2 separate regions of the Arachis hypogaea genome follow, and region 1 is linked to region 2. The links are chromatin contacts, called in public Hi-C maps. All regions are on one chromosome and are shown on one strand. Each heading gives the region's core, a stretch centred on a gene start, on an enhancer-like site or on the middle of the called end of the contact. The rest is flanking DNA. Distances are from core to core; before and after follow the strand shown. Region 1 holds the start of LOC112784840 (jasmonate-induced oxygenase 1). Region 2 holds the start of LOC112785732.

Region 1 (6,136 bases), core at 3,534-6,033, 240 kb after region 2:
GGCTCCTAGTTTATTATATTCTTTCTGTTATTATATGTAACTTTTTATTTTAGAGGTCGTAATACCACATCACCTCTATTTTACGGCTTAAGCGTAAAGCTCCGTGTGGTAGGGTGTTACATCTAGCATTCTTTATTATTCAATGATCACATTAATATAATTTAATTCAAGGTTGTGAGAACCGAACCGGTCATTGAACCAGTCAAGTAACCCATTCAACGGTTTAATGGTTTAACCGAGGATGAACCGTGATTGAACCGGTTTAATTAAATATTCAATAAAATCTTTAAAAATTTAATTATTTCTAAATAAAATTTAAAATAAAATTTTTTTAATTAACTTCTAATAAGTTCTTACGAGATAATGAGCAACAATTCTCAAAATAAATATTCAGAATCCAAACCCAGCAAACTAATTATGCAGAAACAAGTTTCTAGAGTTTCAGAAAACAAAGAAAAGAAGAGTACTTGAGAGTACTTGAAAAAAAATAGAAACGAATTAATTGTGACTAATTAATAACAAACAAAAAAGTGAGAGAAGCCCACATCAAAATCACATACACATAGGTCATAAGAATTAACAACAATGCATTCAGGACACAATTGATAACCAAAGAACCAAGTGCAAACAAATTAAGTTGTATTATTTCAAGATTAACTTGTTCTTCCGTCACTGTACATAATCACTTAAATTCTACTTAAGTCACACACATAAAGCAAATAAGGATCAGATTTTGCCATTTCCACATCTACAAAGTTGATAAGTCACCTGGAAGAAAGAACTGGTTGTGGAACAAAAGGAGTATACACTGTTTCTCTCTCAACTACAAGCCGTTGTGCCTTCTGAAATTTTTTTAGCACGGTCTTAAAATCTTTTGCAAGTTTGGCATCTGCCATCTTCTTACTTTCCTGCAAAACAAAAATTTTGAAATTAAAGGCGTTGAAGTTAATGGCTCGATCACGGGATAGATAGGGTTAGGGTTCTTCGGAAGGGGATTTTGAATTTGAGAGAGAAAGAAAGAGGGAGGGGTGCTGTGTGTAACAGCGACGACGTCGGCGATTACAAGGCTTCTGACAGGGAGGAGTCGACGGGAGGGTAACAGCCACGACGACATCTATGAAGTGGCTGGAAGGTGACAATTGTGATGGCAACGAGGTGAGCGAGAAAAGCGAAATGGACGAGCTTGCGCAGGCAAAGGAAAAGGGACGACAGTGGAGAGGGGGAATGTGGCGGCTGGGTAGGAGGAGAGCAAGGCTGAAAGACGGCTGGGAGAGGAAGAAAGATGATTTCAGAAGGGAGAGGGTTATGCGTTTAGGTTAGATTTGGGAATTAGGACTGGGGATAATGGGCTTTCTCTTTTCTTTTTTTTTTTTGTTTCAGGCGTTAAACGACGCCGTTTCTGAAACAAATGACAAAACCGGACCTTTAAAAAATCTGGCCTGAGATAATCACATCTTATAAATTTTGTGCGCATATCTGAATGTTATTTTCTTTATTACTTTAATAATCTATTCTGTCTCATATATTAGTTATGAAATTACCACAGCTTTTATCACATTAGTGTCGCAACCAAACCACGATGATAGCCATACTAAAATACTCAATCACATAGATCAAATTTTGATGAAAAATTCAGAAATTACATGCAAAATGATCTCATGCATGCCTATTTTCAACTGGTCTAACTTGAATAAAAATTCTATTTTATTCGGTGACAGACTCAGATAAAACTGCAACGGTAATGCCCGGACTCAAAGCGACGACGACTAAGTAATGAGTCTCTGGAAGAGGAAGGGAAGAACTTAATAGACTCATAATGAGAGAGAAAGAGAGAGAGAGAGAGAGAGAGAGAGAGAGAGAGAAAGAGAGAGAGAGGAATTTACCTAGAGAAAAAGGACTCGGCAGAAGAAAGGTGGCGACGGGCTCAACAACGACGATAATGGGATAAGCAACAATGCTGACATGAGCTGTGAAGGAATATGGAGTTGTGAAGGAGTAGGCGGCGATGGGTTCAGCAACGACGATGACGGGAGCTATAAGGTTTTTTGTGAAGAAGCCGAGAAGAAGAAGACTCTGGGTGAGGATGACTAGGTTTATGTTGCATGGCTATAGAGTATGGACTGAAGCTGTGAATCACTGAATCTATGATGTGAGGCAAATCCTAATTCCTAAAAAGTGTTTATATGTATATATTCGGGGCAAGTATACCTTAAATCTGACCATGCCCTGTCCTGAGCAAAATCTGCCCCGACTCAGGTCAAGTTATTACCTTCTCCAACCGGGTATAGACGGGTCGGGTACCCGCGTATTCGGGTACTCCTGACAAGTATAACTACGTATTGATACTCCATTTATTAAGGGTTTATTGCCAGCCAATAGATTGCTACACACACAATGCGAGATTCTAACTCCTAATAGTTGTTTAAGCAGACAAGTAAGATGATCACTCAACAAATTCAAATTGATTAAGACAAATACTAATTATTTTAATATTAAAAATTCTGAGCATTTGATTTTAATTATAACTTTGTAAAATATTTATAATAATAATAATTACTATATATATTTTATTTTTTAATTAAATTTTTTATATAATTTTATGCAGGGACGGATCCAGAAATATTATCATGGGGCCAATAACATATATAATATTAAAAATTATGCAAAAAAATTATATCATGTAAGATGTATTATAAAAATATATCGATAGAGAATATATTTTAAAGTACAAAAAATATGTAGGTACTTTTTACTAACGAAGTGGTCGATTCTTTGTATCATAAAATTCATCGATAATAGAATCTGTTTCAAATTTTCAGTAGTTTTCTTTTCAATATAATTAAAAGACGATTAACAAGAAATTCTTCTTTCATTTTGTTTCTGAGTTATTCTTCACAATATTCATAGCTGAAAAAAATCTCTTAGTTGTAGCAGTTAAAACAGAAAGAATTAATACCAAATGAATCAAGAAGAACGATCACAAGAAGAAAAAGAATCCACTTTATAGTATTTGAAAAATTTTATTTAAGTAAAAAGTATTAGCTTTTAATATTATTACTTATTTTTTAGATATTAAAAATCATTAATATTTAGATTGGACTGGACTTTTATTTATACCAGACTAAATACTAAATAATTTTTTTAAAAATTAAATCATACTTAATAACTTATTACTATTAACTTTTTTTTAAAAAAAGCTAGGGTCAGAGGCCTCCACTCGCCCCTGGGTATGTCCGTTTCTGATTTTATGTATTATCCAGTACAGTGTACGAAAATATACACTAATTAAATTAACAAAATTTATGTTAGATTAAAGTTAAAATTAATCATGATAAGTCAATTAATTTTATTTCAGTTAATAATAAAAAAATATATCACAACTCACAAAGAATAATTTATCCTCTAATTTAGAGAGAATTAAATAGTATTTACAAAAAATATATCCATTCTTATACGGCAACTCAATAAAATGTTGCTACTTTAAGAAACCAAAAACTAAAGTCTTAAAGATCTCCTCCTAAGATTCACTTGGGCGAATTGAATACCTCCTTCATTGGAGTAAAGATAATTCTCATTAGCAAAACTCTGTTTTTGCAATTTCAGGTTCAATTTATACTTTAGGATTTAGACATCCTGATTATTACATAGGATTAGAATTAGATTTTATATTCATAATCTAAGTAATCAAATTTATGCTCATCAAGTATTTCATAAATTGAAGTTGATGATTTCTAGATACATATATTAAAATCTGGTGTTACTTTTAACTAATTTGGTAGCGAATTAGTTGCAAAGTAATACTAGAAAGACAAAAAAAAACAGTCAGAATTTGTCTTATTTAGCATTCATTAATTGTCATAATAATTAATAAATGCTAAATAAGACAAGTTATGGCTGTTTTTAGCTAATTTTCTTTGGTCACCAAACATTTCCGTTAGTTATTGCAACGCTAAATAATTTAGTTATGGGAAGTAAACACTATTGAAAGAAAGAAAGAAAGAAAAAGTCTAAATAAAAAAGCATATGCATTCGTTTTCGATCAACATCAAAGACATCACATCTTGAATGACCCTCCAAATGCAAATTGTCTCGTGCGTGTCTCCATCTCTTCAAATTGGCTTAGTGTTCACACCTTTTCTTTTAAAACCCCTCAAATCCCACGTTTTATTTTCATTCATCTATCTCATTTCCCATGCCACCATACACTTACATGTTTAATGGTCCTACTTCCCTTCTTTTATTTTCTATCATATCCTCACACACCCCCCCCCCCCCCCCCTCACCCTCACCCTCACCTCCCCTTTCTCTCTTTTTGACACAGCACACACTCGCCCATGTTGTTTGAATTATTATGATCTTATTGACATTTGGATGGTTGGATCAAATTGTTCAACGCTTATTTATCTAGAACATTATATTGTAGTTTTTATTTTTAGATACATTAATTTAAAATGTATAAAACTAAAGAAGAGTATAACAAAAGATTTTTCTTTCACTTCAATGAAATGTCTAACATCAAAGTCCATCAGACATTTGATTAATTCAACTAAATTTAATAGATGTTTAAAAAAAAAGGAAAAGAGTAAACCGAAATTTTTTTACTTATAATTTAAATTCAAGGTCTAGTTAAAAAGATTAAGTCATGTACCATTTTAATCGATCCTATCAATTCGAGTATAACAAAAATAATATTGGTTCAAGTGGTTGCATTATAAGAAAAAATCTAAAATTGGACAACGAAAAACTATAAAATACACCAAACTTCTTGTTTCATCAAAAAATTAAAAATCGAAAATATGGAATTCGTTGACTTAAATTTTTTGGGTTAAAGAATGAAGTTTGGTTTATTTTATAGTAACTTCTTGTTAATTTGAATTTTCTTCTCTTTAATTTTGGGTTTTCTTCTCGTAGTTTATTCGAATTTTCGTTTATTTAAGCTAATGAGCGAAATGATTATTGAACAAATCTATATTAATTATTTATTGACTTAATTTAATCTATACGATACTAAAACATTCACGTGCAAAATTCCATGGCCAATAAAAGTGTAGACTTTTTCCTATACAAATTACTCAAGCTCAATTAATTATTAGAGTATATATAGTACAAAATAGATAGCCCCAAAAAATACAAAAAATTCAACGATTTTGTTTGATAGTATTCACTATATATATTGATATACATATAGATATACTTTGCAACACTTGAAGCGTATCAACCTAGGAAAACATAGCAGCAGCATAAGCAATGTCCAACACTTCACCAGATTGGCCTGAACCAATAGTGAGAGTTCAATCCTTGTCGGAAAGATGCATAGACTCAATCCCAGACAGGTATATCAAGCCCCCGACCCATAGGCCGGTTTCTGCTTCTACTTTTACTTCCACTTCGGATGCAAATATCCCAGTCATAGACTTCGGAGACTTTCTGGGAACCGACCCGGACGCAAGGAGGTTGGTGCTCCAGAAAGTCGCCGAGGCCTGCAATGACTGGGGGTTCTTCCAAGTGGTGAACCACGGGGTTAGACCAGAGTTGATGGACAAGGCTCGGGAAACTTGGCGTGAATTCTTTCACCTTCCCATGGAATTGAAGCAAAAATATGCAAACTCTCCAAAGACTTACGAAGGTTATGGAAGTAGGCTTGGTGTTGAAAAGGGTGCTATTCTTGATTGGAGTGATTACTATTTCCTTCACTACCTTCCTTTGTCACTCAAAGATTATAACAAATGGCCTTCTTTGCCTCTCTCTTGCAGGTAATTAATTATTATTAATAATTTCTATTCTACTTCTACTCTTTAATTTCTCCTAATTAGAATAGTAAAATAATGGAGTCCTAGTAACTTGTTATTCGATAATACATATGGTAAAATAATATTAGTTAAAATCTGACAAAATTTATTATTTTTGTTTTTATTATTTAATATATTCTGTAATAAATAAATAGTAAATAAGAGAAATTTAGACTCTAGACTTTTTTTTTTCTTTCTAGTATTACTGCTTTTTATTAGACCTATTTTTTCTCCCTCTTCATTTTTTTTGTGTCTTCTCCTCCAAAATGAAATTATTATTACCAATTAACTACTAGTGATGATGTCCCTCCGGCGCCCACAATGCTAATAAATTAAAGTATATTTAT
Region 2 (6,491 bases), core at 2,509-5,008:
CTAGCGATGCGTTTTCGTCATCTTCTCCAAGCGTCGCCAAAATCGAATTAATGTTCTGTGCTATTTGCAACGAAAATAGTGATCTTGAATCTGAGAAATTGACAATTTTTTGTGAAAGTTCTAAGAAATTAGGATTTTATTTTGAATCTATGCATGTTCTATTCTTCAATTGAGTTTGTTCTTTTTTGTGATTTTGAAGAGGATAGTGGCTGGGCTATGTTGATGTTTAAGAGGTGAGAGAGGAAAAGTGAGTGAGTGAGAGAGAGCGAGAGAGAAAGAGAGAGTAGGAAGGGAGATGATGCTACGGTAGTGGTGGTTTAGGTGCTGCAGATAGTGAGTGAGGGTGGGTGTGTGCGTGAGAGAAGAGAAGGGGGTAATTTGGGAATTTTATGTAATTATTTAGGGTTTGGGTAATTTTGCTTGCGAAATCAAATTTTTATGAGTACAAATGGTAATTTTATCTTCTATGGATAGATATGTCAGCGTTTTCAACTTTTATGGGTAGAAATAGTAGTTTACTCTAGGAACAATTCAAAACCTTGTTTTGAAACAACTTTTGAATAAAATACAAGATAAAACTTAAATATGAAGTAAAGATAAGGTTTTGAAGATGAACACCAAAAGTATACCGGTTCGGATAACATGCTTATATCCAACTTCAAAAATTTTTTAGAGTTTCACTATTTAACTGAGTACACAAAAAGATATTCTTTTCTCAAATCTTTTTAGGACTACAAGACTTAAATTGGGATTGCACACTAACTTAAGGATTTTAGATATTCTTTCTGTAAGTCTTTTTCGATTAAACCTTGACTTAGATTGAATCACCAACCAACTTAAAAATCTTAGCTATTCTTTCCTCAAAGCATTTATAATACTAAGATTGATTCATACTAGATTAAACACCAACATAAGAATTTTATATATTATTTTCGTAAGACTGTTCAAAAATAAAGATCATTACTATATAAGTTTGCAATAATGTTTGTAAAACCAAATTCAAAAATTGTCTTCCTACTTTTAAGATCTAGTTCAAAGATATTAGCTATTTTATATGAACTATATCAATTTTACAAGAATGTAATCTAGACTTAGATATGAACTAAAAATACCTTGATTATAGTTCTTCTTGGTCTTCAAATTCTTGTATTTCTTGTCATGATGAGAACACTAAAGATTTATTGAAAATTCTTCCTTCTTTCATTGTTACTTTGTTCCTTGATATGGGTATACAAGACACTTGCTTTTAAGTTAAAAATATTTGTTTCATATTTGGTAAGCTTCATACAGAGTATAAAAGAACAATTTTTCAAATGGTTTGATTTGTGGAACACAATATTTTTACATGAGATTTATATCTCCAAAGTTAGTATTTTGTCCTTTATAACATTTGAATTAGGAACGTAACTTTGATCCATTTCTAAGGTTTAGAAAATTTGTTTTTGAGATTAACAAAGTACTTCATACTTACTTATAGTCTATAAAGTCAATGTATATTCTTTATTTAAGGTTCAATTTCACCTAGTTTTCCTTACTTAAGAAAAATATTCCTCAGTACATGTAAACACTTGAACAAATATTAAATAAAAGTAATAAAACGTTTAAATTATATTTTTATTTGTTAATCATCAAAATTCAATCTAAGATATTGATAAACTCCAATTTTGTAGTTTATCTTGTGTAGAATTTGGGGGGTTTTATCAATATTTTCCGCATTTATTCATATAAATTACATGGTTTTGTGTTTCCTTCCTAATTTTGCTTCATGGTTTAAAACATGCTTCTTTAACCCTAAAAATGCTATATTTTAATCCTCTTCTATTACCATTCGATGCCGTGATGTGTTTGTTAAGTGGATTCAGGATCTATAGGGCAAGAATGGTCTAGAAGATGGAAAAGGAAGCATGCACAAGTGGAAGGGACATGAAGAATGAAGATTTGGAGAACTGGAGGCGACGCGCAAGCATAGATGACGTGCACGCGTGGATTGGCGCAGCAGTGACCAACGCGCACGCATGCTCGACGCGTATGCATGGCTCGCAGAACTCAGATGACGCGCACGCGTGACGCCCAGCACGTGACATCATTAATGAAATCGTGGCTGGCGATTTCTAAGAGGCTCCAAGCCCAAATCCAACTTGATTCTGCATGGAAAAGACCCAGGAATTGATGGAGGAAAGGGGGGGGGGATCCAATCATTCACACAAGACACATAATTTTAGCTAGTTTTTTTGTTCTTGTTTTCTAGAGAGAAAAATTCTTACTTCTCTCTAGATTTAGTTTGTTTTGATCTTCTCTTTGTTGAAATTCTGAATTGGGTCTTGTTAATTTTAGTTTCAATTACTCAATTTGAGTTCTCTAGTTATAGTTTTGTTTAGATCCTGTGTTGAAATTGTGTTCTCTTATTATTTCCCTTTTCTTCTCAATTTATGAACTTTGTGGATCTTGGATTTCTATTAGTGCATTAATGTTTTCTATGATTGATAGTGTTATTTGAGTTGTTTTCTATTGATAATTGTTAGTGGGTATTTATGATTTTCAATTAATTTACAATTTGAATATGTCTTTTGTTAATGCACACCATGTGTTTGATGAAATGTTTCCTTTGATTATAGAGTAATTTTCTATACTCTTGGCCTAGGCTAAGGGAATTGGGTGAACTTGAGTCATTGGGTTTAATTGATTTGGTGATTTGAGAACCCTAGTGGTCAAATTGATACCCATTGACACCAATCTATTACTAAGCCAATTAGTAGTTGGATTGGGACTTATGAGTTGAGATTGATCAAGCCATTTGACGTACTTCAAGCGTTGAAGTAGACATTGTACGTACTTCAAGCATAGAAGTAAACTTAATGAGCTTGGTTTCTCATAATTATCAATATATGGTTATTAGACAAGGATGGTGACCCCAATTCCCATGCCTAGCTAAGAGTCCCTTTTATTATTCATATTTGAAACCCAAAAATCCCAATTGCTTGATTCTCGTTATAGTTAGTTTAGTTGTTTACTTAGTCTTAGAATAGAAATAGCTATACATGTTCTCTTGCTAGATTGAAATTATTTATACCTTGCTTTGATTTAGTTTCTTGCACTTTAAGATTCATTGCATGTTAAGTTTAGTAGTTTAAATTCTTGTTTATGACTTCCAACCCCGAAATTCTAACTAATATTGATGCACATGTTTGCCCATTCTCTTGAGAACGACTCGAGACCAATACTCTCGATTAATTTATATTGGGGTTGACTTTGTGACAACCAAATCAAAATTTGATCGATAGGATTATATGTTGGTTTAGGACTATACTATGACAATGACATTAGTTTTCTATTGATGAAAATTCTAGACCGACCGTAATCTTTTGGCATCAAATTTTTGGCGCCGTTTTCGGGGAATGGTTGAAACGTGTGCTTTGATATTAGTTATGTGAATATGTGAATATTGCAGATAGTTTACTTGCTTTCAATAGTTTGTTTTTAGTTTAGATTTTCCTTTAATGCATGAGCTATGACTTCTGAGTTGAATGACTCGGTCTCAACCGAATTTTAGCTTAGCTGAGTTTGATCCTGAAATTTAAAGAACCTTGTTACATACTCGGCAAGCTAGGCGGCGGTTGGATTACACAGCTAGTGCTTCAGCCTCTCTTGAGGAACCTTCTGAAACACTAGACGGAACCGAGAGTGACTTAGAGTCCACAACTTCCTGTTCCTCTGTTGGCACTACTGATACATCTTTGCATACTACAGGTGAAAACCACATGGCGAAGCCACGTAGGATTACCTTGCACGAACAAGGAGCACCAGATCTCATTCTTCAACCGTTGCAAGCTAGGTATCCAAATCTTGATCCGAATTTTGAGTTGAAGAATAGTCTGATTAACTTGCTTCCTAAGTACCATGGACTACCGGGCCAAGACCCCATTAGGCACTTGAGAGACTTTCAAGTTGCTTGTTCTACAGCTCGAAGGCATGGTGCCGATGAGATTGCTATCATGGTTTTTGCTTTCCCCTTCTCTCTTGAGGGGTCGGCAAAAGAGTGGTTCTACTTCCAACCGGAAGAAGTGGTGACTGAATGGGACCTATTGAAAAGAGAGTTCTTAGACAAGTTCTTTCCCCCGGAGAAAACTGACTACATCCAGAAGGAAATTTCTAGTATAATGCAAATAGACCAAGAGACACTCTATGAATATTGGACTCAACTTAAGAGATTGTTAGAATCTTGTCCACATCATGGGTTAGACACTCACTTGCTCATTAGCTATTTTACTGGAGGTCTTTGTGCAGCGGATAAAAGATTGTTCTCTGTCTCTAGTGGTGGTTCCCTTTCTAAGAACAAGATGGCGGCGGAAGCATGGAGTTTGATCAATGATGTCGCCAAGGATACCCAACATGTGAGGGTAAGGAACAACCCTCCCAAGAGTATGGTGGAAGCACCTCCTTCCGAATCAGCTTTGACTAAAGTGCTTGGAGACATGACCACTCTCCTCACGGAGATTCGCAAAGAACAAAAGGCATTTCAATCAATCCAAGCCATCCAAGCCCCACCTCAAATCCTCCAACTTAAAGGACCTCCTAGAGTATGTGGTTTATGCTCTAGTACCGCACATTACACCGACCAATGCCATCAAGTCCAAGAGGGTTACACTCTCGCGGTAGCCAACGTGAACTACAACAACCTTCCACCCTATCAATCTCAAGGTCAAAGCAATTACTCCCACGGTAATAGTTTTAATCAAGGGTGGAGGGACAATGCCCAAGGAAGCAACCACAATCAAAGATGGAACCAAGGAAACTCATCTTCTCATTACTACAACAACAACCAACCTTCTTCTCAATATCACAACAATACCAACCAAAATCAACATAACCAACCATACCAACACTCACAACAAAATCACAACAATAACCATAGATACCAAACGCCTCACCAAAGACAACAAACCAATCAACCCTCTTCTTCTCCCGCAAATCAAGGTGATGACTCTCACCGTGTACTCTACCAAGAACAAGAGAGACTTAGGGCTATGATAGAGAAAAATGAAGAGAAAAATAGGACTCTCAATACACAAGTTAGCACTATGAGTGCTCAAATGTCCTCCATAGCCAAGATTCTCTCAAGGTTGACCCTACCTCCTACCACCAATACCAACACTAACCAAGCCTCTAGCTCATCTAACCTTCCTTCTCAACCTCTCCCAAACCCAAAGGGTAGCATCAATGCAATCACCTTGAGGAGTGGTACAATGCTTGAGGAAGTTGAACCCAAGCCCATCAAGTTGGCAGCGGATGTTCCTAATGTGGAAGTTGGTGAAACAATGGAGATAAATGAAGATGACAAGGAGAAAAAAGTTGCAAAGGAAGAAGAAGAGCAATTGAGGGCCAAGGAACCGAAGCGGCAGAATAACTTAGAGGAACAAGTCCTTACACCTTTCCCTACGTTAGCAAAGAAGGCCAAGAAGCATGAGGAGCTTGATCCCAACATAGTGCAAATCGTCAAGAATGTGGAGGTTACTATTCCACTCTTTGATGCTATACATCAAGTTCCGAAATATGCTAAATTCCTTAAGGATGTGTGCACTCATAAAGAGGAGATTGGTGGACTAGGGATGAATCTATTAGGCAATTCTATTTCTTCTGTGATGGATGATTTTCTTGAAAAGTATAGTGATCCCGGTCCTTGCTTGGTATCTTGTATGATTGGTGAGTGATGCATGAAATTGTGATTACACTTTTTACAACTTCGCATAACTAACCAGCAAGTGCACTGTGTCATCCAAGTAATACCTTACGTGAGTAAGGGTCGATCCCACGGAAATTGTCAGCTTGAAGCAAGCTATGGTTATCTTGTAAGTCTTAGTCAGGAGATTAATGATAAAAAATGATTTTATTTATGAAAAGTAAATAACATAAAATAAATGGTACTTGTGATTCAGTAATGAGGAATATGTTGAGGTTCTGGAGATGCTCTGTCATCTGAATCTCTGCTTTCCTACTGTCTTCTTCTCTAAACGCGCATGGCTTCCTTCAATGGCAAGCTTTATGATCCTCTTGGATGAAAAATATCAGGTACAGCTACCGTACAGCTAATCATCTGTCGGTTCTCACTAGCGTCGTAATAGGATCTCTCTATCCTTTTGCACACTGTCACTGCACCCAACATTCGTGAATTTGAAGCTCGTTACAGTCATCCCTTCTCAGATCCTACTCGGAATACCACAGACAAGGTTTAGACTTTCTGGATCCCAGGAATGCTGCCAATTGGTTCTAGCCTCTACCACGAAGGTTCTGATCTCACTGACTCGGCCCATGGATCAGAGACCCAAGAGATACGCACTCAAGCTGTCGTCCAATGACTACGTTGAGCTCAGATAGAACGGGAGTGGTTGTCAGGCACGCGTTCATAGAATTGAGAATAATGATGAGTGTCATGGATCATCAGATTCTCTATATTGAAGTACGAGTGAGTATCTTAGAATAGAATCAAGCGTGAT

What was found. A called contact is a pair of places that touch in the nucleus more often than the background predicts.
Region 1: a contact with region 2 is called in a Hi-C map of leaf, with 1.9 times the contacts expected there. The contact joins the promoter of LOC112784840 here to the promoter of LOC112785732 in region 2. A contact is called at or near these places in 4 of 8 Hi-C or Micro-C datasets (leaf and an unstated tissue).

The regions. Positions count from the first base shown.
Region 1 is chr20:32,267,559-32,273,694 of arahy.Tifrunner.gnm2.J5K5, forward strand. It overlaps LOC112784840 (jasmonate-induced oxygenase 1), which reads left to right and starts at 4,784. Exons shown (of 3, transcript XM_025828171.3): 1 at 4,784-5,753. The coding sequence starts at 5,248.
Region 2 is chr20:32,030,422-32,036,912 of arahy.Tifrunner.gnm2.J5K5, forward strand. It overlaps LOC112785732, which reads left to right and starts at 3,759. Exons shown (of 1, transcript XM_025829169.1): 1 at 3,759-5,708. The coding sequence starts at 3,759. The coding sequence ends at 5,708.